Regions from separate parts of the Mus musculus genome. Here regions 1, 3 and 4 are each linked to region 2. A link is a contact called in public Hi-C, HiChIP or PLAC-seq and capture Hi-C data. All regions are on one chromosome and are shown on one strand. The core of a region is the stretch at or near the end of the contact, and the rest is flanking DNA. Distances in the headings are between cores, read along the strand shown. Region 1 overlaps Gm30746 (a long non-coding RNA gene). Region 2 overlaps Med13l (mediator complex subunit 13-like). Region 3 overlaps Gm30657 (a long non-coding RNA gene). Region 4 has its middle 11 kb from the start of Gm30657.

The links. A called contact is a pair of places that touch in the nucleus more often than the background predicts. HiChIP or PLAC-seq counts read pairs in DNA pulled down with a chosen protein or histone mark. Capture Hi-C pulls out chosen DNA fragments and counts their contacts.
Region 1: a contact with region 2 is called in a Hi-C map of the HPC-7 cell line, with 2.6 times the contacts expected there. The contact joins two enhancer-like sites. A contact is called at or near these places in 2 of 484 Hi-C or Micro-C datasets (the HPC-7 cell line and embryonic fibroblasts) and 2 of 115 datasets of contacts at active chromatin or transcription factors (both in embryonic stem cells).
Region 3: a FOXA1 HiChIP or PLAC-seq map of pancreatic cancer cells shows a contact between it and region 2. The contact joins two enhancer-like sites. A contact is called at or near these places in 4 of 115 datasets of contacts at active chromatin or transcription factors (embryonic stem cells, microglia and pancreatic cancer cells) and 1 of 9 other capture datasets (embryonic stem cells).
Region 4: a capture Hi-C map of embryonic stem cells shows a contact between it and region 2, with 3 times the contacts expected there. The contact joins two enhancer-like sites. A contact is called at or near these places in 1 of 484 Hi-C or Micro-C datasets (embryonic stem cells), 7 of 115 datasets of contacts at active chromatin or transcription factors (the 3134 cell line, double positive thymocytes, embryonic midbrain and 2 more) and 1 of 9 other capture datasets (embryonic stem cells).

The regions. Positions count from the first base shown.
Region 1 is chr5:118,462,209-118,468,623 of GRCm38.p6, forward strand. It overlaps Gm30746 (a long non-coding RNA gene), which reads left to right. Exons shown (of 3, transcript XR_387646.2): 2 at 229-361; 3 at 759-876. Among named protein-coding and RNA genes, the nearest start is that of Gm30746, 3.4 kb to the left of the region's middle. Within about 2 kb of position 4,288, at least 263 of the 459 cell types and tissues checked have an H3K27ac peak or open chromatin away from gene starts, as enhancers often do. A contact at or near this core is called in the HPC-7 cell line and embryonic fibroblasts, where this site is marked.
Region 2 is chr5:118,610,209-118,617,170 of GRCm38.p6, forward strand. All of the region lies in intron 2 of Med13l (mediator complex subunit 13-like), which reads left to right. Among named protein-coding and RNA genes, the nearest start is that of Med13l, 53 kb to the left of the region's middle. Within about 2 kb of position 3,708, at least 135 of the 459 cell types and tissues checked have an H3K27ac peak or open chromatin away from gene starts, as enhancers often do. A contact at or near this core is called in the HPC-7 cell line, embryonic fibroblasts and pancreatic cancer cells, where this site is marked.
Region 3 is chr5:118,399,909-118,406,840 of GRCm38.p6, forward strand. Gm30657 (a long non-coding RNA gene) reads right to left here. Exons shown (of 2, transcript XR_878722.1): 2 at 2,884-3,682. Among named protein-coding and RNA genes, the nearest start is that of Gm30657, 10 kb to the right of the region's middle. Within about 2 kb of position 4,588, at least 100 of the 459 cell types and tissues checked have an H3K27ac peak or open chromatin away from gene starts, as enhancers often do. A contact at or near this core is called in pancreatic cancer cells, where this site is marked.
Region 4 is chr5:118,421,332-118,427,969 of GRCm38.p6, forward strand. No RefSeq gene overlaps it. Among named protein-coding and RNA genes, the nearest start is that of Gm30657, 11 kb to the left of the region's middle. Within about 2 kb of position 3,965, at least 120 of the 459 cell types and tissues checked have an H3K27ac peak or open chromatin away from gene starts, as enhancers often do.

The DNA of each region.
Region 1 (6,415 bases), core at 3,038-5,537, 150 kb before region 2:
GTGGCTCAATGGTTAGGGTGCTTGCCTGGTACCCACAAAGCTCTGAGTTCTGCCAAAAACAACAACAACAACCAAAAGAAATGGGCAGAGGAGTCCAGGGCTTACTATCAAAACTGTAGCCAATATTGTGCTAAAATGTTTAAGGCCTGGTCCTCCAAAGGAAACAAAGGAAATCTGAAGAGGACCAAGTGTGAATTTCCACAGTGTAACTACTTCCCTAATTGCTAGGATCCAGCTGCTGATACAGTCACCAAACATGGAAGAGCTACACAGGGCCAGGCTGCAATTTCTCCTCCCAAGTCCAATGGAGCCCATTGCAGCAAGTGAGACATTTGGAATATTGTTACCATTGGATGTGTGGGTACGTACTTACACACACACACACACACACACACACACACACACACAGAGTTTTATTTTGTTTGTTTGTTTGTTTGTTTGTTTGTTTGTTTTGAGACAGGGTCTCTCCGTGTAGCCCTGGCTTTGCTGCAACTTTCTGTAGACCAAGCTAGCTTCAAACTCACCAAGATCCTCCTGCCTCTGACTCCCAGGGGTTGAGATTAAAGGCATGCACCACCACACTCAGCTTGAGATATAACTTACAAAGGGTAGAGGTGTATTTCAGAACTTGTCTAGTGTACTCAAGGCCCTACATCCCAGACCTTCAAACAAACAAAAACACCATGCAAATGAGTTTCAGTTTAAGTCTCTCTCTCTATTTATTTTTAACCATTAACTATGCTTCCTTGCTCTCTCAGATTGGATACCCTGTGGGGACATGGGGACCAGATTAGGAGGAGGGACACGTCTGCGGCTGACTGTGTACAGATGTTAAACATCCGTAGTTTGGATTGAGACCTGGGTTCAAACTCTGCTTCCGCTCTCAGGCTTCCCGGTGCTCATCCAGGAAGAACCCATCTATCACCTGCATTTTTTGGCTGACTGAGAGGACATGGAGGGAACTTCCAGATGCCTGGTACACAGTAGGGCATCAATTCAATAAATGATGGTGACTTTCATGTGTAGAGATCGACTGTGCTCCTGAGAATCAGATGAGGCTCAAGCCACATACAAGGAAGCCAACTGGGCTACAGAGGAGCAGTAATCCTGGAGAGGGATTTCGGAAGTCAGAAAGCCCAACTCTCAAAGAAAGAAAGAAAGAAAGAAAGGGGGGGAAGAAGGAGGGAAGGGGGAAGGAAGAAGGGAAGAGTCAAGTAGGGCCATTGGAAGCAAATGTCCCTCTGTCTGGGATTGGAAGGTCTAGGCTGGGCTGGTGGCACACACCTTTAATGTCCCCAGCACTCAGGAGGCAGAAGTAGGAGGGTCTCTGTGAGTTGGAAGCCATCCTGTCGACCTAGTGACTTCTATGTCGGGGGTTCTATGCAGAGAGTCCCTGTCTTCGAAAGAAAGAGAGGGGTGTGAGACAGAGTGTCGTGGGATTCTAGTTTAACTTACTCTGGGAAGCGACAGAAACTTTAGGGGGTGGGGCCTGGTTGGAGGAAGTGGGTCACTGGCAGCTTTGTCCTCCTAGGTCCTTTCTGCTTCTTGGCTTCTATGAGCCAAATGACTCTACCTCAGTCGGTTTGTTATAGTGACACAAAGCTCCCTTCTTTCATGACTCTTCCCCACAAGATGAACTCCCTGGTGAGCTAACCAGGGAGCTAGCATCTTGCCTTCACTGTATGTATGTATCTTGCCTTCTCCTTCCTCCCCAGGGTTTGATTTTTCCCATCTGTAAAATAGGATCGTCTTTTGGTAGAGTGTATGTTTCTGGTGGCTGCTTTGACAAATGGCCCCTGCAGTCCTCGGGGAGGGGGGCTTCATTTACCTTTCCTGGAATCGGAGTGCTGCCTCAGAGTGTCTGTGAAATCCCTGCCTTCGGTTAAGGACACCTTACTTGGATGGAAATTTGGAACTGAATTCAGTGTGATCTCTTCTTCCCTTTCACCTTTATTGACAAATAAGATGAAGGTCTCCAGCCATAGAAGCAAGCCCAGCCTCAGCCCCACACATGGTCCCAGCTTCTCCCTTTGACCCGCTTGGGGGACCCTCGTCTCCTGTGCAATGGGAAAGAGCTGGTCCTGAGAGCGGAGTGCTTGGCTTGGCAGCCACTTCCTCCACACAGCTAGTCATTTTCTTCTCTGTCTGGTTGCTGAGCCTGCATGCGGCAGGGTTGGATATGAAGGTCAGGCTCTCTCTCCACTTTTCCCAATCGAACTTTCCACAGAAGTCAACTTTCCCAAGGATGCTGGGTGCCCAGCTATTATTAGTTCAGATTCAGCACTGACAGCACGGGGAACCAGACAGAAAAGCAAGCTGCATGCTGGTTGAAGCTGGTGCAGGCTCAGCTCACCTGGGCGTGCACTGGCCCCAGGCTAGTCTAAAAGGGCAGAAAGTCTAGGACTCAGAGCTTTGCACTGGAAGATGATTCTGGGGTGTATGCACCCCATCCTTCTGCAAACCTCTTGGATAAGCATTAACACATGCCAGGCTGGTCAGGGTACTCTGTTCCTGTCTCACCTCATCCCTATAGCCACTTTGCAAGGCTACTGTCCTGGTCCATGCGTCAGGCCCCATTCCCTAGCCTGGCAAGGTGGTTTATGCTTATAATGCCAACACTCAGGAGGCAGAGCCAGGAGAATTGGTGAGTTTAAAAGGCCAGCCTGGGCTGTTCGTAGCAAGGCATCCCTGGAGTTCTTGACCCTGAATCTAGATAGGGTGGGGGTAGCTCTTCCATCCGTCCCTGTTTGGAAGGTGGGGTTAGAAGTGGGAGGGATTTTCTAGGAGGAAAGGGCGGGGCTTTAAGGGACCCTCCTTCTTCTGGTCCTCCTGCTACAAAATAGAAAGCAGGAAGGAGTTTTAGGGTGTGAACCCATGTTCCGGGTGTCTGTGTACACACATTGAGTTAATGTGCAGGGTGCGCTTCTGCGCGTGAGAGGACGTGTGTGACTGTGCAGGGTTCAGGGAAGTGGTGGCTGTGTGTGTATGTGAGAAAGAGTGAGCAAAGGTGGGTGTGCCGTGGAGGGAGGTTTGGGGGGTGAGAGAGAGAGAGAGGGTGTCGGGAATGAGCGAGTGTGGGGTGTGTAGGGGTTTGTGATGTGCGTGTGTATGTGGGGGAGGGTGAGTAAGTCTGGTATGAGTGTGTGTGAGGGGGTGGAGAGAGGGAGGGGTGAATGAGTGTGGGGTGTGTCAGGGTGTGACGTGTGAGAGAGGTTTGTGTGTAGCGATGAGTGTGTGTGTGTGTGTGTGTGTTTGTGGTTTTTGGAGGGGCAGGGCTAGAGGCCAACACTCCTGGAGCTGAGCCTGGAGGGTCGAGCCCAAACATCCCCCTCTTGTCCCTCCTCCCCTCCACCCTATCCTCCTCCCTTGGCCCCCTGGATTCCCAGAGGATTCCGTTAACAGCTGGAACAAATGAAAGGGGGAAAGCTGGGCGGGGCCAAGCGGGGTCAGAGGGGCTGTGCGGGCGCTGGGCTCTGCCTTCCCGGGTTCCTGGATGCTAAGGATTACAGCCTGGGCTGCCGCTATTTAATCAGCTGGTAGCAATTTAACCATTACACCCCAGTGAGAGAATCTAAGACATTTCCTAAAGCCCGGGAAGGAGAGGACTCAGAAGGGTGGAATGCGGGGCTCGGGGGGTGGGGGTGGAGTGGGGGTACGACCGTCGGGACACAGTACAGCTTTATTAAAGAGGGAAAAAAAAACAGAAAGGGGCTAATTCCGTCTTATGCAGTAAAGATGGGGCAGGGTGAGAGCCCCAACGTGGGGTGTTGGGGACCTTAATGGGCCAGTGAGGGAGCCTATAGAGCCACCTAGATGTGGGGATTTGGGGCGGGGGGGGGGATTTTGTCTCCTGCATCAAGGGGGTGGTCCGGAGTCGGAGAGGGAAGCCTGCTTTGTGTAATCCCTGACACAGCCTCCCTGAAGTGGGGCCCAGCAGAGCAGCTAAGCAAGGGACCCCCTCATTGTGGGCTACTGGCTGATAAGTGAGTGTTTAGAAAACAAGCCCGCGGCTGTACTCTGTAAGAAGTGGCTTCCTCCGCCTCTTTTCTGCTTCAGGTGCTCCTTAGCCCTGCCACCAGCTGCTGCCTTGGAGCTCCCAAGAAGGCAGCAACAGTGGGAGAGCCTTGTAGAAGACCAGCCCAGGAGACAAAAGCAAGGGTGGTTTTTGAGGTATCGACAAAGCACTTCCCTTAAAAGTCTGGCGTTCTAGGCTGGCACTCCAGGCTGTCCTAGGCTTGCTGATGTTCCTGGAGCAAGTTGCTAAGTGTCTCTGAACTTAGGTTCTTTGTCTGGCTCACTTGGGTTGGTGAACTTTTTCTGCTCAGGGCCAAATAGTAAATAAGCTTGTGAGTCACAGTCCCCACGGCAACCATTCAACTTTGTCCCAGAAACAGGAACTATAGATAAATGAATAGGCATTGCTCTGTCTAATAAAACTTTATTTACAGAAACAGGTGTTTCCTGGGCTGTAGCTTGGTTCTGATCTAGGAAACATAAAACGACAGTGCACATCTCCTGCAGCCACAGTGGCTTGTGCCACCATATCTCCAGGGTCTGAAACACATCTTCAGGTGACTGTCAGCCAGGTGGCAGAAACAAGGCAGCAAAGATTCTTCTGCTCAACAAACTTGCCACTCATTGCCCATAGATCAGTCACATGCTGGGAGATTCTTTGCACAAGTCAGAGTCTCCATCAATTTTCTATGGCTGTCACAGAAGGCAGGAGGCAGGGTCGTTTAGAAAGAACAAAGGTTTATTCAGCCCACAGTTATGGAGGTGGAGGTCCAGGATCAGAGGGTTGTATCTGCTGAGGGTCTTATGCTATAGAAGGCTGGCAGAAAGACAGACAGGTTCATATAGAAAGGACATAACAAGGGGTGGCTTCACTTTATGGTTGCAGGAATAAACTCTCTTGTGAAAGGCAGTAATTCCTGAAAAACAATCTAATCACCCCCTTTTAATGTAGCTTCTTTTCTAAGGGTTGTGTGTGTTTGTGTGTTTCTGTGAGAGTGTATGAGTATGTATGGGTGTATGTATGAGTATATGTGTGTTAGTGAGTATGTATGTGTGTGTGCATGTATGTGTGTGTACTTGCATATGGAGCTAGGAAGTCAACCTTGGGTTTCATTCCTCAGGAACCACCTCGGATTTTGAGACAGGATCTCTCATTAACCTGGAGCTGGACAATTAGGGTAGGGTGGCTGATCATCAAGCCCCAAGAATCTACCTGTGCCTGTCTCTTAGCACTGGAATAACACAGTGACACACACTCACATACTCTCAAACACACATTCTCATACACACACACACAAACACTCTCACATACATTCACACACACTCTTAACACACTTACACATGCTCACATAACTCACACACACTCACAATAATCTCACACACTCACACATACACACACTCACACACGCTCTAACACTCACATACACTCACACACTCACATACACTCACACACTCACATACACTCACACACTCACATACACTCACACACTCACATATACTCAGACACATCTCTCACACACTCACAGTCACATATACTCACACACTCACACACACCTCTCACACATACTCACACATACTCTGTCACACACTCACATTCACACAGTCACACATACACTCTCATACACTCACACACATTCACACACACACACACACACACACACACACACACACACACACACACGCCCTGCTTTCTCATGTCAGCTTTGAGATGAGCTGGAACCCTGATGCTTTGGGGGCAAGCACTGCCCTGACTGAGCCTTCTCTCCAGCTCCTTGCTTGTGTCTTAAAGGTCACATCTATCAATATTGTTACACTGGGATCTACATTTCCACATGAAATATTTTTGTTGAGGGGGAGGATTAAATCCCAGCCAAAATACTCAGCAAACAGTTTTATAAGGGGGGGGCGTGTCTGGGGAACTGGGCTTGGCAGGGTGAACATGAGTTTTCCAAAAAGAGGACCTGGGGAGGAGAGGATAAAGGGGAAGAAAGAGGACTGACATTCAAGGCACTGGTGGAGGATTACTTGTGCTGAGACAAGCAGGAGCCAAAGACACCCTTGAGGCTGACTCTCATATTTAGGTTGGAGAGCAGGGAGTCACTTAGAAAGGGAACAGTTGCCCTTACTGCTGGCGGATGGCTACTGAGCCATCTCTGCAGACACTCCGAATGCCGGGCACAGAGCCTAGCCACCCCTACCCATCCCTGCCCCCCTCCTCTGCCCAGACATGGCACAGTAGCTCTGTAGTTTGTGCTGCTCCAGCCCAATTCCCAGATGAGAAAACTGAGACTCAGGAGGATTCTAGCAACCTCCTCAGACTCAAACAGCTAAGAAGCGGGAACTCCAGACACAGAGCTTGCTCTGAGGTACACGGATACACAATGAACAGCCAGAGAATCAG
Region 2 (6,962 bases), core at 2,458-4,957:
GAGCCCTGCACGCCCTGCACGTCCTGTGTGATGATGTGCACAGATGATGGCTGAGGCAGAGCAAGTGCTGGAAGGACACTGGCTGGTTCAGTCCCTCCATGCTTTGCAGGTGAGGAGACCTAAGAACTTTATAGAGTCCAACGGAGAAATAGATAGATGGCAAAGCTTTACTTTAGCAAAGCTCTTGGCTGCACTGCCCAAAGGCTCAGCACTGGCCTTCACCAGGACAGAGCTCTGTGGGCAAGCTTCCACTTGACTTTTATTTTCTTGGAGCTAAATTCTTCCTCCACATTTTGGTGAAGTTTCTCACTTGTCATTTACTTCTAACCCCTTTGACAGAGTAAAGTTTGGGCTCTCCTGAGGTATTGGCATTGTGTTACTAAAGAGGACCCGGGCATCTTTCCACTACTAGGGTTCTCATGAGGGAGACGAGGTGTGTGTGCCTCATGTCTGCAAGCTGAAGTGGCTGGCAACAGCCTGCGCCTGGTGGCAGTCAGGACGGCCCTGTGCTCTCCAGCTCAGCCTTCCAAAATGGCCTTTTTGTGTTGTCCACAGAGCTGCCACACTTGGGGACAGAGGGTGTGCTTCCCAGGTAGAGGCGCCTCAGGCAGTATTCAAGGCCTAGGCCCAGGGAATGGATGCCTTTGTTAGATTTTAGATACTCAGAGTCAGTACTTAGCCTTTCTGGTAATCTATTTCCTTGAAGTTGAAATGAAACTTTGTGAACACAGCCTCACTGAATATGGATTTCAGAGCTGTAACAATGCTCCTGCCTCTGCGGATTCTGAATGGATCTGAGTTTGGCAGTGAATTATGGATGTGTTATTTCAGGAATTTTGCACATGCCCTGCTTTAAACTACTGATTATTTCTGTAGAATGCTGTTGTGTGCGTTGTTGGCTCACGCAGTTGATGCTGAACCCATCAGATGGCTGCATTGTCCTCTAGGACTACAACAGAATTGATTAGATGGCGCGGGCAGCAGCATCTGCTCAGTTTCTCAAACTTCGGATGTTTAGAATTTATGTCTTATAAATAGGGTAAGACACATTATTTTGATGCCGTAACTTTTTTATGCAGTTTGATAATAGTGCACAGCCTTTTCCTTTACATAATTACTTTTGTAATTCATTTTCTTATCACATGGTTTATTTCCCGAGAAAGGCTCGTTAGAAGTAGTATAGATAAACATCTCTGACTTTTTATGCCATTCATCCATTTAAGTTGCCAGAAAGCCCTAACCGCAGCCCAGAAGACAGACCCATGCATGGGTGCTGCATCCACTGTTGCGTGTGCTGATGACGGCACCCAGGCTCTCAATGCTGTCCTTTCCATCCACACAGCGCGTATGTTTACAGATCAGTTGGTCACTGGTAAATCTCTCCTAGTGTTGCTCCACGTGATGCACTTTATTATTCCTCCGTTACTACATCTATTTTAATTATTTCCACTTAACCATTAATTCTTTTTCAAATCAAAGAGACATCCATTTTAGGGGTCCTTGGCTATTGCCAGTTTTTTATTTGACACGCGTGATTGCTAAACTTTGTATGATGATTTTGTTGTATTGTAGTCTGGAGGCTTCTGCACGGCAGCGGGTGTGGGGTAGGGCTCACATGTTCAGTGCACTCTAGCTCTCTTGAGCTGTCTCTCCATTGCACTTCTAGGTCTTGGAGGCTCACCTGCGGCTTAAGGCTAGCTTTGGTGTTTTTTAAACAGCAGTGAGATAGCTCCTCAGTGCAGGTCTCTGCAGAGCTGGTCTGATGTGGAATCAGAGCCTTAAAATAAAGAGTAACTCTCTGGCTCACCTATTTTAGCCATTCTGTGGTGCTTAAAGCAACTCATGCTTCGTGGTGGTGGTGGTGGTGGTGGTGGTGGTGGTGGTGGTGGTGGTTGCTTTCTTTGAACGTGTGATTCACACAGACTCACTTTTGTGTGGTAACTGCTTGTTACTCTGGTGCCTTCTCTTATTGAGAAGCCAAAGGACAACCTGCAGCGTCAGTTTTCCCCTCCCACCATGTGGGTCCTGGGGACTGAAGTCAAGTGTGAGGCCTGCTTGATGGCAACCATCTTTACTGGTTAAGGCATTTTGTGTCCCATCCTCCGAGCCCCCAACCTCCACCGCACATTTTCAGACAGAGTGTTATGTAGTCCAGGCTGGTCTGGAACTTACTCTGTAGCTGAGACTGGCCTTGATCCTCCTGCCCCCATCTCCCAAGTGTTGGAATTATTTAAAGGAATCTGCTGCTGTATTTAACCCCTAAATTGTTTTTAATTTAAAGTAGAAAAGTGCTTTAGAAATACTGAGAGTCAGCCAATATGCCATTTTCCTGGTCTGAGAAGGACACGAAAGGAGAAAAAAAGAAAAGACAAAGGAGCCAAAGGACAAGTGGCATTCCACGAGCGCTCCTCTTGTATGTCTGTGTGCATGTCCATGCCTGGTGCCCATGCAGGCCAGAAGGCTTTGGCTTCCCTGAAACTGCAACTCAGATGGCAGTGACCTACTATGTGAGTGCTGGGAACTAAACCCAGGTCCTTTGCAAGAGCATCAAGTACTTTCAGCTTCAAGTCTGTGAGCCATCTCTCCAGCCCTTAACCGTGTGTTGTCTGTGTCTTCTTCCCCATTACTTCAAGCAGGACAGGGTGTCTGCTGCTTCTTGCAGATGAGGGCGTGGGCAGAAGGTAGATGCCTGATGTTCTCACGCATAGCAACCCTTCTGCCCATTTTCTTAAGCAGAAATGGCCGAGGGTAGGCTTGTTCTATTAAAATTAAAGTTGCTTTTCCTGCCCATAGTAGCAAGGTTCTCTGGTTAGTGCTGTAGAACAAGAGCCAGTCCACTGCTGTAAACACCTCCGACCGACGCAGGAGGGGGCAGGGGATGGATACAGTGACTCACTGGTGGCCAGTGGATCCTTCCACAGAGAGAAGGAACACAGAGAAGAGAGTGCCAGACCAAGGCGTAGTAGACTCACCCCCAGACCTAAGCAGGAGTTAGATGACTTTTTGTGTTTCTAGGTGTGTCCCCCATGGGATGGGTGTGGATGTAGACGTTAAGGACTAAGCTTCAGCTTCCTGTGGTTTCCCTCCCTCTCACTGACTGTGACTTAGCTTTCCTAGGCTCCTTCTTGCCTCTACCCGTATTATCCAAAGCCACGCCGTGACTCACTGCTCCCTTCCTGAGCTAGCCCTGCACAGCGTTACTCTCCAGGCTTTCCATGCTGTGTGTAGGACAGGGGTTAGGAGCTGCAGCTGAAGGCTCCTCGTGAGCCCTGCCCTGCGAAGTCCTGTTGGTGTGGAGGAGCTGTTGGGCACGCAAGGTGGTGGGAACCCAGAGATACGTGTTAAGCCCTAAGTAATGTCAACAGTATCTGATGTTCTTGATACTTCCTAATTCACACTCCCCCTCTCCCCTGTGAGTAGCCTCGGTGTGCAGTGATGGGCCCAGCAGTTTATCCTGGGTGACAGAAGGTCTGTGAGAGCAGACCTCAGCACCTTCAAAGAGAAGCTGGGCCCAGGGAGGCAGACATGGGGTGTGCTGTAAATCCTGTGAGGTTGAGGCCAGGCTGTGATGCTACAGTGCAGACCCAAGGAGACACACACACACACACACACACACACACACACACACACTTGCTCACCCTCTACAGTGAGTAAAACTTTGTTAGGTTCCTGGGAAGAAGAGTGACTGCCATACTGGTCCTGTTTTGGTCCCTTGCCAGGTGCCAGGTCAGGCAGCAGGCTGTTTGTTATGTGTGTGACTCGTGCTTTCAGAGGTGTCTGTGAGTATTTTCATGTGAGCATGATAATGTTTTTAGGCTTTCTGTAAAAGAGGGTGGATTTCTGCGTGGTAAATGCCAATTTAAAGTGTTAGACTCCTTACATTAAACACCCCCAAGGTTGCTCTCTAACTCCAGCCAGCGGCGGCTGCTAAGAGCTGTTTTTGAAGCAGTTAAAGCTCCTTTTTTTTTTTTTTTTTTTGTCCCAGAAGAGCATCCCTCTGGTGGAAATGGAATAGGGCCTGTGCTAAGGGCTGAAGAATGGACAAAGAGATGGAGTCTTTATGGCAAGGAGCCCGGGGCTGCTGGCAGTTACAGATAGCTGGGCAGCACGTGGTGCTCCCGGTGCTCTTGGAGAGAGGCTGCTCTGCCTCTGCCCACTGAGCTCAGTGTGATGGAGGGAGGGAGCCTGGGCAGGCCACTGCTCAAGGATGGAAAGCGTTCCTTCTGTGCAGTTGGTTCTGACAGGGCACTGAGTTACCATTCTGCACTAAGGCTGAGACACTGCAGAGGTCATTTGGACGGCCGGGCAGGTGGCTTTGTATTAAGTACCTCTGCAGACAGCTTCAGCCAGGGGGTTTTATATTTTAGGACTACTAAACATGGTATTTTCAGGTACTTCTGAGACTTTTTCCATTTCTTGTTTGTCAACTGTCTTTCTTTGAGCTTGATGGAAAGGAAGCCCCGGTAATACTCCTACTTCCTCTATTCCAGACACTTGAGCTTTTCAGATAGTTCAAAGGCTAAAGAGCTTGTTGATGTTTTGCACTCCTCACTTCCTGCCTTTCTGCTGTGCGCTCTTGGCAGCTCCTGGCTCTCATTCTTCCCCCTCAGGAGCCTCAGTTGTGGTACCCTGGGTCTTCCCAGGGCTTCCCTGACTTCCACCTCCAGGGAAGAGGGTTGGTGTTGGGAGATTGTAAGGAACTGGGTTTTAGGAACTATGTTTTTCTGAAAAATTTCTACCTTTTTTTTTTTTTTTTTTTTTTTTTTTGCCTACTGTACATGTGCATGAGGTGTCAGATCCTCTGGAAAGAGAGTTACAGGTAGAGAGTTGTAGGTGCTGGGAATTGAACCTTGGGTGCTCTGGAGGAGCAGCCAATGTTGGTAACTGCTGAGCCATCTCTCCAGCCCTTCTCTCTTGCTTTTACCTCTTCATCTTGACTAGATTTAACAAGGCATTTAGGTAGCATTCTTGAGAGCGTTTTGGTAGAAATACTGAAAATAATTAGGTGCTGTATTTTAAGTGACTTTTAAAACAACAAACTACTGTGAAGACCTGTGGTGTTTATGCTTAAAGCCGAGCCTGTAGCTAGCAGTCACGCTGAGAAGAGGCACTGCTTTAAATCAATACGTAAAAGCACCCTCTTGGCACTGAAGAATAGAAATATGTTGCTTATTTGTCTGAAGACTGAGGTTTCTTAAGTTGTTGTCATGGCCCCTAGAGATGCAGAGTCTCGATCTTTTTACCTCTCTAGGGCAGCTGTGACCTTTGAAGAACTCTTGTCCCTTCTACATCCCAGGTTCCTAGATAAGGTCTCCAGGGTCAGAGACAGGAGCTGTGCATGGAGAAAGTGGCCGGTTCTGTTGCCCTTTTGACATATGCTTACGAAGACTAACTGGGGGTTTCATTTCTGCTATTTCTACGTTTGTGCATACATTTGGTTTCGAGCTTTCTTTTGATTATTTTAAAAATTGACCAAGTAGACGTTAAGCTTGCTTACATTTATCTTTAACACATGGCTGATACAATTACCAGAAGAGTTGAAGTATGACAACACTTCACAGGGTTTTGCACAATAGGTTAAGAAGTCTTTCAGTTTTTTCTGCCTGCCTTTTGGGAATCAAGTGCCTGTCTGTCTGTCTAAGGCCAGGGTGGCATTGCTTCTGAGACAAGTGCCTGTCTGTCTGTCTGTCTGTCTGTCTGTCTGTCTGTCTGACTATCTAAGGCCGAGGTGGTGTTGCTTCTGAGACAAGTCCCTGTCAGTCTGTCTAAGGCCAGGGTGGAGTAGTTTGCACACATAGGAGTTGAAGCTGCCTCTGCCTCATATACCTGTGAGTTGAGTATAGTCTGCTTGTCTTTCTTCCTAAGATTTTAATATGTTTTTTTTTTGTTTATGTGTCTGCATGTCTGCCTGTGTGAATTGGTGTTCACTTTGTGTGTGCTGTGTCTGTGGAGGCCAGACAAAGGTGTTGGAGCCATTGGAGCTGGAGTGACAGGTGGTTTTGGCTAGCATCATGTGGGTGCTGGGAATTCAACCCTGGTCCTGTGCAAGAACAGCCAGGGCTCTTAGCCACGGAGCCATCTCTCCAGCTCAGTGCTGCTTGCTTCAGTTAGTAGAAGTATGTTAGTGAGGATAGACCTTTGAAAAAGTAACCATTTAATTGCCTCCTAACATTCTGAATGTAACTATTTTGACATATTTAAACTATCTTTTCTAATTGTTGTCTTAACTGAGAAAATGAATATGATTTGAGGCAAGATAAAAGTTATTAATAGTTCGGGTGCATTTTATCTCCTTTGTTTTCTCTGTGGTAGTCCCTAAGTGATTTAAAATAATTTGTCTTTTTGTTTTTGATGCTCTAATACTTTTTATTAAGCTTAGATTTTTGTGCCCTCAGTTTGAAACTGACAAGTTTCAATTGAATGCTTCATTTTATACCACTGACTTTAAAGAAAGAGAGGTAGGTAGGTGTGTGTGTGTGCACACATGTGTGCATTCATGTTTGTGTACATGTGTGCTTGGGCTGGGTGTTGCATTTACCTGGGAGACCAGAGTCTGACTGGCTACCCCCTTTTACCACTTACCACCTTAGTTTTGAGACAGAGCTCTCTCATTGAATACTGGCTGGTCAAGAGTCCCCAGGATCTGCTTGTCCCTGCCATTCCCTAGCACTGAGAACCAGGTCTACACTGGCACATGGAAGTTTACATGGGTTGGGATCCAGACTCAGGTCTTCATGCTTGTGCAGCAAGCATTACATCCACTGGGTCATTTCCCAGGCCCCATTATTGATTTTGAGAGCATCAATACATTATGAATTGAGAGAGTAGGATTTTGCATAGGGTACTGGTAGGACATGACTTTGTTGCATGTAACAAGGTGTGGTTTTTCAGGGTGGCAGCAACAGAGACATTCCAGAGGGGGACAGTCCTATACATTTTTGATGACAAGGTCAGTTTGTCTG
Region 3 (6,932 bases), core at 3,338-5,837, 210 kb before region 2:
GAGCTCCAGAAGTAATTACTCCATTGTCTCCACTCTAGTCTTGGAGTGTAACCAGGGGAGCCCTGATCATCTGTCAGCCCTGACCACAGAGTTGGAGACAGCTCAGACCATCCTGGCTGCAGAAAGACTGCAGACCTTGGTGAGTCCTGCGCACCTCACTGAGTGGCTGGACCCTATGTCCTCAGTGAAGTTGGGGTGTCTCTTTCTCATGCACCTGACGGCCTCTCACTGTCAAAGATGAGATCTAGGGGATGCGCCTGGGTCAGACCAGGGTCATCACAACACAACACAGGGTATGGCTGGGAAGAAGTGTGTGAACCAGAGCCAGAGGGCTCATCACCCAGTGAGGGCTTGTGAGGTTAGTGGTGTCCCGCATGCGCCCCAGGGCTCGGGCCAGTGGGGGAGCGCAGTCTGAGGTTCCAAGGACTGCCAAAACCATCTTGGGGAGTGCCCCGGCCTGCAGAGAGGTGAGAACTATCTGGTTCTCACGCTCCTGAGCACCGAGGCGCTGCTTGAAGCTGCTGAGAACAGAGTGGGGGCTGACAGCAGAGCCGAAGGGAAAAAAAGGGGGGAGCTCTGGCTGCTGTCCTGTGGGGAGGAGGGTCCTTGGCTTGCTCTGTGGGCGGCTTGGCTTGGTGGAGGCTGGGAGCACTTGAGAGGCCTTCTGCAGGAGACTAGGTGGCTGGCTCTTAAGACGATGGCTTTCTCCATTGCTCCCCACCGTGGATCCCGATGAAACTGGACAGTCCATGGTTTTAAAGCATTTATTGTCATGGCAGAGAGCTGTGATGCGTATAACCGTACCCCACTTTCTCAGGGCGGGCCTGAGATTAGATACCTTTTGCAGGGAGGAGCGTCTGGGAAGGGGAGTTTATTGGCTAAAACCTACAGACCTTTAGATACCTCATTAAAATGGACCTCAATCTGTCTTGAGGCTACTTGACCTGTGGTCACATTTTCTACTGGTGGAGGGCGTTGCACTTACATGACTCACGGCCACAGAACTATGGAGAGCTGCTGCCTTGTGTCAGGGGCCTGGTGTCTAGGAGCGTGGCAAAATGCCTACCGTCCTTTGCAAGGTTATCCCCTGTGGGCAGGGTCACCTGCAGGGTCACCTTCGAGGTCACCGGGATTTCAAACCTAGCTCAACCAGAAACCAGGCTGCCTTTCACCGTCCCACACAGGCTGAAGTGCCTTTGGCATCCTCAGACAGTGTACAGCACAGCATGCCAGCGCCTAGTAAGATCCACACCAGAAGGACCCGAGGCACAATAGCGGCAGCAGGAAGAGCTCCCCAGAGGTAATCACTCTGCAAATCAAGGATCCAAAACACTGCAGGCTGCATGACAGAAACCTCAGTGCGGCCTCATGGGAGGGGTTTTGATCCAAAGGCAGGCGATGCAAGTCCCCTGTGTCCATCCCTAGCATCCCAAAGAAACATAAAACAACAACAGCAAAAAAGCAGGCACACCAAAAGCCTCTAACAAAGTCAGTCTCATGCGAGGCAGTGTGAGTGAGGCATCTTTGAGTCATGACTGACACCCTCCTTGTGTCTTTGCAAATATTCTAAAATCCAAAAACACCCCCAAAGACACAACCCCTGATGGTTCCCTGCAGGGTGAAGAAGAACACATAACCCGCATCCACACAGCTGGGTGAATGCAAACTACCGGTGTTGTTACACTCTTAAAAATGGTGAAAACCAAGCCGGGCGTGGTGGCGCACGCCTTTAATCCCAGCACTCAGGAGGCGGAGGCAGAGGCAGGCGGATTTCTGAGTTCAAGGCCAGCCTGGTCTACAAAGTGAGTTCCAGGACAGCCAGGGCTACACAGAGAAACCCTGTCTCAAAAAACCAAAGAAAAACAAAAAAACCAAAACCAAAACAAACAAACAAAAAAACAAAACAAAAAATGGCGAAAACCTGAAGTGATGGTTGGTTTGTGAGACTCTAGAGTTCAGGCTGGTTACAAACAGTGCCCCCCCCCCCCCCCGCCTCTGTTTCCCAAGTTCAGGGGCTCACGATCACTTCTGGCTGCCTACAATGTCAATTCAGTGGGTAAGGGGGATTGCTGCCAAGCCTGACAACCTGAGAACTCACATGGTAGAAGCAGAGAATTGACTTCTGCACAAAGACACACACACACACACACAGAGAGAGAGAGAGAGAGAGAGAGAGAGAGAGAGAGAGAGAGAGAGAGAGAGAGAGAGAGAGAGAGAGCATAATAGAAATTTTAAATTAAAAAAAAAATGTGAATCTGATTTGTATGTGTTGTGTCACAAGTTTTCAATCACCCAAGCAGGTATCCCTGTCACATCATTTCCATCTTCCCCATCCCCATTCCACCCCACAATGTTGGAGGAACTCTACCCATTTTAAAGGTGAGGAAATGATTTCCAAGGGCTGCCTGGCTGGCGGGTAACAGAGGCAAGGTTTGAATTCCTGAGTAAGTAAGTCCATTTGACTCCTGAGCCTTGCCATCCTCTCCGCCCCTCATGGTTAAGGAGATGTTTTTTCCGCACAAGCAGATCTGATTTCCCCAAAGGTGGTATCATCGGGTCCTAGCCCATAGCCCCATCCGCACCCTCTCCATTTATATCCTCATCTGCTTGATTTCAATGAGTCCGCACCAGGGACCAGGAACAGCATCAGCTCTGAGGGATGCAGAGATGATCAGGATGCTGAGAGTCTATCATCAGAGGTGAAGACAGAGCCAGGCAGGGGATGAAGGCACAGAGCATGGGGATGGGGAAACATGAGGAGGGAATTCTTCACAGAGAGCAGGAGCCTAACTGGCAGGGCACAAAAGGTTGGAAAATGGGGTTAGCTACTCCTGGGGATGGGTGTCTCCTGTTGCTGTGATAAAATACTCTGACCAAAGCAACTTCAGGGAGAAAGGATTTATTTTGCTCAGAGTTGCAAGTTACAATCCATCACGGTTGGGAAGTCACTGCGGCAGGAGCCTGAGGGAGTTGGTCACATCACATCCTCACATCCGGCCACAGTTAGGAAGCAGAGAGCTATGGGTGCAGGCCACTGCTCAGCCCCCTGTTGCTTTTATACAGTCCAGGATCCCAGCCAGGGGATGGCACCACCCACAGTGGGCAGGTCTTCCTACCTCAGAGAACAAAATCAAGATGATCCCCTGCAAGCATGCCTAGGGGTCATCTCCTGGGAGATTCCCTGGATCCTGTCAAGTTGGTGGTTCATTCCAACCATTGCAGGGTAAGAGAGTTCAATCCGTGCACAACTTGCACAGCATGCTAAAGACAACATGCTAAAGACCTTCAGACTCTGCATTTGAAGAGATGCATGTTAGGGTGCAAAGATTAAATGTCAATAAAGAGGTTATAGAAACAAAAAAGCAGTAAGCAGCATTAAACGGATGCTTGAGAAGTAGGAATCACGGACAGGTTCCGAGTATGCATCTGCCTTCCATTTGTATAGCCCACTCTTTGTGCATGTACATGTACACACGTGTGCATGTGTGCACACACTCTCATGTGCCTTCTGTACATCTATGGTATACCACCTACAGATGGTGTCATTACCTGTTCCTGCTACCCATGGCAGGTGGCTCCTAGTTGTCTGTCATTCCAGCTCCAAGGGGATCTGTCCAGGGGATCTCTGGCCTCTGTATGCACCTGTATTCCTGTGCAGATACCCACAGGCTGGCACACCAACCTATGCATAATCAAAAAATAATAAAAGTGAAAGGCAGAGAGCAATAAAGGAAGATGCTGGATTCCCACCTCTGGCCTCCACACTTACATGCCTGGTATGCTCACCTCCAGCACACATATTCCTCTAAAAAAAAGTTGACTTTAGGCTGGGCAGTGGTGCCGCACACCTTTAATCCCAGCACTTGGGAGGCAGAGGCAGGTGGATTTCTGAGTTCCAGGCCATCCTGGCCTACAGAGTGAGTTCCAGGACAGCCAGGGCTACACACAGAAACCCTGTCTCAAAAAACAAAACAACAACAAAAAAGTTGACCTTATTATTTAACCCAACATTTTATAAATATTACCAACTCCGCATGGGATCAGTCTCAGAACATTAATGTGTTGGTTCATTCTCTTTTGTTCACACTGACTTCAAAATCCAATCTGGGCAGTAAATATTCCCTGGAAATGCTGGATGTAATTTAGAGTTTGTGAAATCTAAGGGGAGAATAGGTTCACTCCCTCAACTTGTTTCCAACATGTATTGAAGTTTTCCCAAGCCAAGGCATATGTTTTTACACATCTGCCATCCCATCCAGAATTGGTGAGACTGAGGCAGGAGGCCTGAGAATTCAGGGTCAGCCTGTGCTATAAGAGAATCTAATTGGGAAAAAAAAATCTGTTATAGTTGGACACATGATTTTTCTGCTTTTCAGTGTAATTAACAAGCCTCTGGAAGAGATCGAGGGAGAGGCTGCTGCATCCCACAGCAAGAAGTGGCATCCGTGGGTGGAGCCTCACCCATTTCCAGTTACAGAACTGGAGCCCTGGGGTGTTTTTGATGCCCACACAAACCCTGTGTCTAAGGCGTAGCCCTCACCTCTCTCCTTAATGATGGCCTTAAGTCACTTCCCTTAGTGAGTCATTTCTACGGAAGGGATGTGGCTGAGGCAAAGCGAGACTTTCAGGGCTGGGTCACTCAGTTCACCATGGCCTCTTCTGCCTGCTCTTCTGGGTCATAGCAGCAGTCGTGACATGTCAGGCACAGTCAGCCAATCCCATAGTTCTACGTAGAGGAACAAGCCAGCAGCCCCATCAGTTTCAATCACATGGTGGCTGCTCAATCAGAGGTTTTTGTCAGCTTCACATGAGCTAGAGTTATCCGGGAAGAGGAACTTCAACTGAAAAGACGCCTGCATCAGTAGGGGCATATCTTAACTAGTGATTGATGAGGGAGGGCCCCGCCCACTGTGGGTGGAGCCATCCCAGGGCTGGTGGTCCTGGGTTCTATATAAGAAAACAGGATGAGCAAGTAATGAAAAACAATCCAGTATGCCTCACCCTTCCATGGCCTCTGCATCAGCTGCTGCCTCCAGGTTTCTGCCCTGCTTGAATTCCTATCCTGACTTCCTTTAGTGATAGATTATGACTTGAGAGTTGCTAGCTAGAATAAAGCCATTCCTTCTCAAGTTGCTTTGGGTCATGAAAGTAACTAACACTTAGAGCCCAGGCTCCACAAAGTCTTCCTTCCTACTATGGTCACTCGAGGTCACCTCTAGCCTGTGACTTTCTCAGACATCTGAGGTAGGAAAACCATCTCTCTTGATCCCAGCCTTGTGGCTCCTAAGGCTTCCAGGGAAACAGCCAGGGAATGTGTTGTGTAGCTGTAGGTGACCAACCCAAGCCAGACTCTGGCTGAACCCTGGTTGCTTTGTCATAAAATGGGGGCTTAAAGGCCATATGAGACTGAGAAGACATCTTGGAGAATGTTTAGCTGAAGTTCTATGTGAAGAGGAGCCAGCCATCAGGCCCCTTCAGCAGACCCACTGAGTCTGTTTCAGTCACGTGGTGGCTGCTCAATTCAAAGCTGCTATCATTATCTGCTAAGTTCAGGTTGGCCATGTAAGAGACAGTATGACCTGGCTTCCCGCCCCTGGAACAGAGCCAGCAGGGTATAGGCCCCCACAACTGTTGTTGATTGCTGTGGGTAAAGCCTTGTTTGTGTATAATAGTGTACATATTTTCACATTCCTCCTTTGAGGAATGTCCTCTCGGCCAAGATCAATAACCCCAGGGTAGTCAGAAACAGCAGGAGTCCAGAAGGTGAGGGTGTTTCTACATCTCAGCAAAACAGTTCAACTCTGTGACCTTCAGGACAGCCCTTAAGGCTGTGGGAAAGAACGCTGAAAACTTGAGTTTGAAAATATATAATTTCTCAACTATGCAAAATACAAAGATACTATATGAAGTGTATAAGGAGCTTCGTGGATCTAAAGGAACAGAGGCAGCTGCACTATGAGCCAGAAAGATATAAGGACAGGCAGATTCCTCAGTTCAAGGTCAGCCTGGGACAGGAGTTTAGGTCCAGTGCTAGATGTGATAGAAATGTTAATTTCAACTCAGGGTCCCAACCCTGTCTGTGCTTGTGCTCTCTCTCTCTCTCTTCTCTCTCTCCTCTCTCTCTCCTGTCTCTCTCTCTACTGTCTCTCTCTCTCCTCTCTCTCTCTCTCTCACTCTCTCTCTCTTTCTCTCTCTCTCTCTCTGTTTGGTTTTGGTTTTGGTATTTTGAGACAGGGCTTCTCTGTATAGCCCTGGCTGTCAAACAAACAGGAACTCACTCTGTAGACCAGGCTGGCCTCGAACTCAGAAATCACCTGCCTCTGCTGGGATTAAAGGCATGTACCACCAAGCCTGGCTCTTGCTGTCTCTTTCTAAGAATCAAGGGGCTGGGGTCCTGGGATGCTAATTCAAAAGGGAACCTGGGTTGATGAGTGGATCGATATGTACGTTCAAGACTGAGCTTTTGATCTGCAAGAAATGAGCTATCCGGCGAGTTTTTAGAATTGCAAGAAAGTTGTCTGGAGCAGAGAGCTCTCTGGAGAACTCTAGAGAAAGAAGAGTGTAAAGAGAGCAACCTGGCTTGAGCAGAACTCAGGCTGTCAGTTCGTAACCCATGATTTGACGAGGAGTTGCTCGTTTTGCCGCTCTCAAACACCCCTTCTCTCAGGGACCCCTCTCCAAGCTGAGGCTGGTCCTTGGCAGTTGTCCTTCCCCACTCCCTCTTTCCCTCTTCCCATTCTTCCTCCTCCCCTCCTCCTTCCCCTCCTCTCTATTCAGGGTAAAATACTCAGAGTCCTGGAAGGGAGTGTCCATCACTTCCAGGTAGCCACAGTTAGAGCTGTTAGGAGTGGAATATCCTCAAATTCCCCCTACAGGTAATTGGGAACTTGGCCCTTCTAGAATGTTCTCCATCAACTGTCCCAGTCATTCTG
Region 4 (6,638 bases), core at 2,715-5,214, 190 kb before region 2:
CTCTCTCTCTCTCTCTCTCTTTCTTTCTTTCTCCCTCTCTCTCTTTCTCCCTTTCTCTCTTTCTTTCTTTCTTTCTTTCTTTCTTTCTTTCTTTCTTTCTTTCTTTCTTTCTTTCTTTCTTTCAGCTTTCTGCCAGGCAGTGGTGGTGCATGCCTTTAATCCTAGCACTTGGGAGGCAGAGGCAGGTGGAATTCTGAGTTCAAGGCCAGCCTGGTCTATAAAGTGAGTTCCAGGATAGCCAGGGCTATACAGAGAAACCCTGTCTCTAAAAACCAAAAACCAAAAACCAAAACAAAACAAAACAAAAAAACAAACAAACAAAAAAAAAAAAACCAAACAAACCAACACCAAAACCTTTCTATTGATCCTCCGTATATTTCACATCATGCACCCTCATCCCACTCATGCCCCCCTCTCCTCATACCTGCCCTCTACCCTTGCAACCTCTCCTCTAGCAGAGGGGCAAGAAAAATCTAACACTGGTTTTCTTGTTCAAGCATTTCAACTTCACAGTCACCTGTGTTCCCATAGGAGTATGCATATCCCCAGCTGGGCTCTAGGAAAGCCCCACCAGGCCCTGGCTTCACCAGACCCTGCAAGAGCCAAGGAGCGTAGAGGAGCTCTCGCCCCACCTGAGGCAGGCTTGCTCCTCTGGGTCAGCTCCGCAACTGGAGAGGGGACAAAGCCCTTTCTGTATTTTTGTAGGAGACAGAGCTTGCCAAAGAGCTCACCCTCCACAACCCCCACCCTGCCACGAGGCGGGGGGGGGGGGTGACGTCCAGGGGGCCGGTCTAACAAGTGGCAGAAGAATTTATGGGTCCTTCTGCCCTCCCTGCACCCCGTGTTCTTTTCTCTGTTCCAGGCTGGACTCTACCCGTCTCCTTCTCTGCCTTCCCTTCTCCTTGCACCTTCCCTCATGTTAATTATATTAGTTGCCATGGAAACTGTGATGTCATTGGCACGGGAGGGCTCAATGACATCCAAAAGCACAGTTTACAGCGTGGCTTGAAATGTATTCCATGGCTTGCAGCCTTGGCGTGTGTTGGGGGGTGGGAGGGGAGGAGTTACGTGGCGATTATATCTCAGGCACCATCTGGGCATGCCGGTGGGAAGTGTCAGGAAAGGTGGTTGGCTGGAAGGTGGTTACTTGTGGATTTTCCAGAATCCCAGACCCTGCGGGGGTCTCTTTACCCTTGGAGAATAAGCAGGATACCTCGAATGTTATAAAGAGTTCTGACTTGGCTCTGACCAACCCTCTTCGTGGTACCACACCCCACTGCTGCCCCAATTTGGAACATTAAATCGTTCCTGCTCCAAGTGGCACCCCCAACGTGGTTCATGCCAAGCGGCTGTGCATGCCTGCCGTGTGCACACGTGAGCACATGCCTACGGACCTCAGAGCTGAGCTGGTAGGGTGAAGATGTCATGCGCCGCCCGTGGTGGGGCACACGAGGATTAGCACACGTGCGCACGTGTACACACGTGCTCACCCATCTGGACTTCATTAGGGAAGATCCCATGGCCAATCTTCCTCCAGTCCTCCCCAGCATGGTTCACTTTTTCTGTGGGTCAAGGGCAGAATGGAGCTGAGTGGTACTAGGATGCCCAGATATCTTCCTCCGGGCCTGGAAGCTCCCAGGACTGTTCTGTATCCCTGGACCAGAAGCAGAGTGGATGTCCTCAGAGGGAGGTGAGAGCCACAGGCTCGATTGCTCCCCCAGGTTCTTGTGGCTATGTTCTCATTATCTGCCATGCCACTCAGGGCAAGCTGAGAGCTCTGGAAACATGCTCTGCAAAAGACAAGTGCCAACCCCCCCCCGGGGGGGGGGTGTCCCTTGTGAAGTCTGAAGTCTTTTGACTGAGATCAGCACGGTCAGAGGCTTGGAAGGTGGGAGGCAGTTGGGGACAGCAGGTCCTCTGCTCTGTCTTTCAGGGCTTTAGGTCCCCCATGCTCCCAGATCACCAAACTCCCTTTGCTCCAAATGTGATCGTTAAACCATCAGGAGGCCCCGGGCATGCTCACCAGCCAATTTTGGCCGGCCGGCCGTAGGAAAGGATGATGGCCTGACCCTATTGGACTAAACTGAACATGAGCAATGAGAAATGGGGCCCACCAGGCACAATACAGAACTGACTGGGGAGTCCCCAAGGGCTTCTTTCGGCCCATCTACTTCAGCTTCTGGCTCTTCTCATAGGAACTCCCAGCTTCCCTCAAGCCCTACTGTCAAGAGAGGCCATGTTCTCCTCACTACAAAGCCAATTCACCAGAGATGGGATTTCTGAACTACAAAGAGATCAGAAGTCAACCTGTATGTATTCAGTCTCATCCTCCACCGCGTGGCCCTAGGGATTGAACTCAGGTCTCCTTACTCTCCGAACCACCTTGCCAGCCTCTTGGAAGGTTTCTTCTCCTGATATGAGGAGGTGGCCTAGTGGGAAGGAGGATGAGGTGGATTCAGGCAGAGAGGACAGGGGAGAGAGCGAGGGATGTAGGAGCCGAAGACCACAGCTTCCTCGGAATGATGAAGGGCAGCCCCTTGGCTTCGCCACATAGCAGCTCCAGAGATGGTTCTAGGGATCAACCTGGCATACACTATCACGCACCCTGTGCCCAGAAAACCCTGGGACCACACTGCTGTGACACCACCAGCCACAACAACACACATAGTACTGGGAAGCTATGGGGATTGGGGAAATCAAAGTGCCTTGGATGAGGAAGAGCAAAGGTGTTTCCCCCTCCCCACTCCAGGAGGCTGCCCTCCCCCAGGGGACCCTTCAGGCATATCTGGAGATACATTGGGTTGTCACAACAGGGCTACTTTCCTACTAAAAATCTAATGGGCAGGGGTCAGCAACACTGCCAAGCATGGAGCACACAGGGGATGGCTGTTCAGAACAGACTGAGTTGGAGACTGAGATAGCCCAGTTTACCTGAAATGGAAATGTTGGTGTAGAGCCTGACAGTTGGAGGGAGGATTCAGGGGTGGGATCCTTCCCTGCCTTTCTGTGGCAAGGCTTGGTGGCCAGGAAGATCATATCGGTAGAGGGTTTGCAGGCCTTGGGAGATGGTGGCTAGTCGTGACCACCTCCCTGGTGCCTGGGTCACAGGCTCCATGTGTTTCCTGACTGCATGATGTGCATCTGCTACTTAGGAGCCTACCCAGGAAACTCAGACCCCTGGCCATGCAACTCGGAGTCACACAGCCTCTCCTGCACAGACATGCCCTGAGTCTGAAATGTTCCTATGTTTCAGTAACATGAGCCCAGGATGGGAGAGAGAGAGAGAGAGAGAGAGAGAGAGAGAGAGAGAGACCTTAAAGTTAGAAGGATACTGAGGCAGGGCCTTGGAGGGGTTGGGGTTGGGGACACAAAGACAGTAGAGACAGTAGGAGATAAAATGAAAGCTGGAAGGAAATGGAGAGAGATGGAGGGGGAGGAGGAGGAGACAGAATGGGGGGAAAGAACAGAATGTACTGTCCAGTCGTAGGGGGAGGCGAAAGGGAGGGGCAGGGAGTGGGATGGGGGAATTCTCCATGCCAGCATCCCCAGGATGGGGAAGCCCAGCCCTGAAGCTGAAGCCAGCAGATCAAGCATTCTCTCTGGTCCAGGCCTGGCCCTTTTCTCCACATGACTGTTGGTATGCCCAGTTCCCTGGACAACTGCCAACAGGAAATTCCTGGGACAAAGCTTTCCACTCGGAGGTTTTTGTTGTTGTTGTTTTTCTTTTTTACTTTTATTTATTTAAATATTGTTTTTTTTATTTTTTTCCACAAATGAGGAATGAACAAGAGGGAGGCAAAGAAAACAAGAGAAACCAGCTGGTTTATATATTTACACACATTTATACATTCTCACCCTGGTGGGGCTAGGGAAGTTCCGAATCCATTGTGTCTGTTGAGTCCTGTTCTTCCCCTGGAAGGATCTGTGACCTCACACTCCCATGATGTCACAACAGGTTGCCATGGACCTTGCTTTATTATTGTAAACAAAGGGCCTGCTCTTTGGGGCACTGGCCCTGCTTTCCTCGGGAGGAGCTGGGAGCAAGCCCCGGGTGTTGTGTTTTCCTGGGAAGGCTGCTGGTTCAGAAGTCTGAGAAGCTGTGAAAATACTCGTACACACAGTTCCCTCTGTGCACCGTGGCCTCTGGATGAGCCTCGGGCTGGGAACCAGAGCAATGAGGTCAGCACTTCTCCACTGGACCTCCAGCTTAGCCATGAGTCCTCACTGCCAGAAACCAGCTCCCTGCCACCCATCTTTCCCAAGGTTTCCACTCATTCACCCAAAGTGCACTAAGCACCTACTATGTGCTAGGTGCTGCCATGAATGGAAAATGTAGGAGTCAGTACCACCTCCTCCAAATCTCAGCAGGTCACCCACCAGCAAGACTGTGTTTGGTTTCACGGGATCACAGAACGGGGCAGGCCAGCTGAGAATGAGGAGCGCTCGCTCAGCATGAGTGTGGATACCTAACCTACCACATTAAACTAGGTGCGGTGATGCACATCTGTAATCCCAGCACTTTAGACAGGGGTGGAGTAGGATGGTAGGTTTAAGGTCATCCCTGGGCTACATCATGAGTTCGAGATCAGCCTGGACTATTTGATTTGATACCCTGTCTCAAGAAGAAGAAGAGAAGCTGGGCGTGGTGGCGCATACCTTTAATTCCAGCACTTGGGAGGCAGAGGCAGGTGGATTTCTGAGTTCTTTTGAGGCCAGCCTGGAGTGAGTTCCAGGACAGCCAGGACTACACAGAGAAACCCTGTCTCAAAAAAAACAAAAAACAAAAAAAGAAGAAGAAGAAGAAGAAGAAGAAGAAGAAGAAGAAGAAGAAGAAGAAGAAGAAGAAGAAGAAGAAGAAGAAGAAGAAGAAGAAGAAGAAGAAAGAGGAAGAGGAGGAGGAGGAGGAGGAGGAGGAGGAGGAGATGGGGGAAAGGAGGAGGGAGGGGAAGGAGGGAGGGGAGGAAGAGGGAGAAGAGGAGAAGGAAGAGAAGGAGGAGAAAGGAGGAGGGAGGCAGCAGAGGAGAAGGGAGGGAGGAGAGGAGGAAGGAGGAGAAGAGAAGGGAGAAGAGGAGGAGGGAGAGAAAGTGAGGAGGAGGGAGGAGAGGGGGGAGGAAGAAGAGGAGGGGGAAGAGAAGAAGAGGAAAAGAAGGAGGAAGGGGAGGAGAGAGGGGAGGAAGAGGGAGAAGAGGAGGAAGAAGATGAGGGGAAAGGAGGAAGAGAGGAGGAGGAAGGAGAAAAGGGAAGCTACAGTGAGAAGAGTAGAGGGAGGAAGGAGGAGGAGGAGAGTGGAGAGGAGGTAGGGAAGGAGGAACAAAGGAGAGGGAAGGAGGGAGGAGAGAGGAGAAAGGGGGAGCTACATGAGAAGAGTAGATGTAGGAAGCCACTTCACAAAGCTATCCAGGAGGACATCTTGGGAGAGGTGACATGCCAGAAATCAGCTGGAAAGCATAGGAACAGATGGCAGTGACAGAGGCAAGGGACAGACACTCCAGGCAGTCACTGTGGTGATGTGTCACAGTCTGCTCTCTTTTCTTGTTCTCCCCCACTGTTGCTATAACCGGATGCTACAATCTGGGTCATTTATAAAGAACAGAGGTTTATTTAACTGCATTTTGGAGGCGGGAGAGAAGTACAAGAGCATGATGTTCTAAGCGGTGAGGACTCCTCCCCTCCACGCACTGCATCCCAGTGCATCTTGGATGCCGTGTTCTGATTGGCCAGCCCTGAGCACAGCTGGAGCAGGGTAGGAGACACCTGTGTCAGCAATGTGTGGAGGTCGGTTCTCTCCTTCCACCTTGATATGGGTCCTGGAGATCTGGGTGTGTGCCACTCTCTGCTGAGCCATCCTTGCCACCCCGAAGGATATATTTAATATGACCCAGAGCCTAGGGAATTCATCTTGCAGTGGAGGAAGCCCCCTGGCTTCTAAGAGGGAAAGAGGGGTGCTAGCCCAGGAGGAGCCCCAACAGAATTCAAGAAGTTTTCATGCCAAATATGTTTTTGTTTGTTTCGAGACAGGGTTTCTCTTTATAGCCCTGTCTATCCTGGAACTCACTCTGTAAACCAGGCTGGTCTCGAACTCAGAAATCAGCCTGCCTCTGCCTCCCAAGTGCTGGGATTAAAGGCATGTGCCACCACTGCCCGGCACCAAATATGTTTTGCTTAAACAGTTCCAAACACCAAGGATGTTGATAAACATTGTTAGTCAGAATCTGTCAATGACCAATGGAAGCCTCCTGTAGCTGACACTAGCCTGCAGGTCACCCCTCATCAAACCCCTAAGTTTCCCACCCTTACACTCAGCATGAGGCTTAGTTTACCTGAAATGCAGCAGAGGGTGGAGGGAAGGGGGGTCATTTATTCCACAGCCCTAGTGTGACCATCCCCATATGCCACCTTCTATAACATTTTTCACAACAGGACACTGAAAGTCAATGTCCCACGACCTAACAGGCAGTAGTCAAGACAGGCTCCAAGGCAGCACCCCCTCCCCCCACCCAGGACACGTCAATGAAGTCCTCTATGTCATCTGTAGTATATCTACCATCGCTTTGCCTGGGAAAGCAGGCAGGGTCTGAAGTTAGAATGCTATCTTACCATAGGCAGCCTGATTAACTTCTCTGTGCCTTGGTATCAAA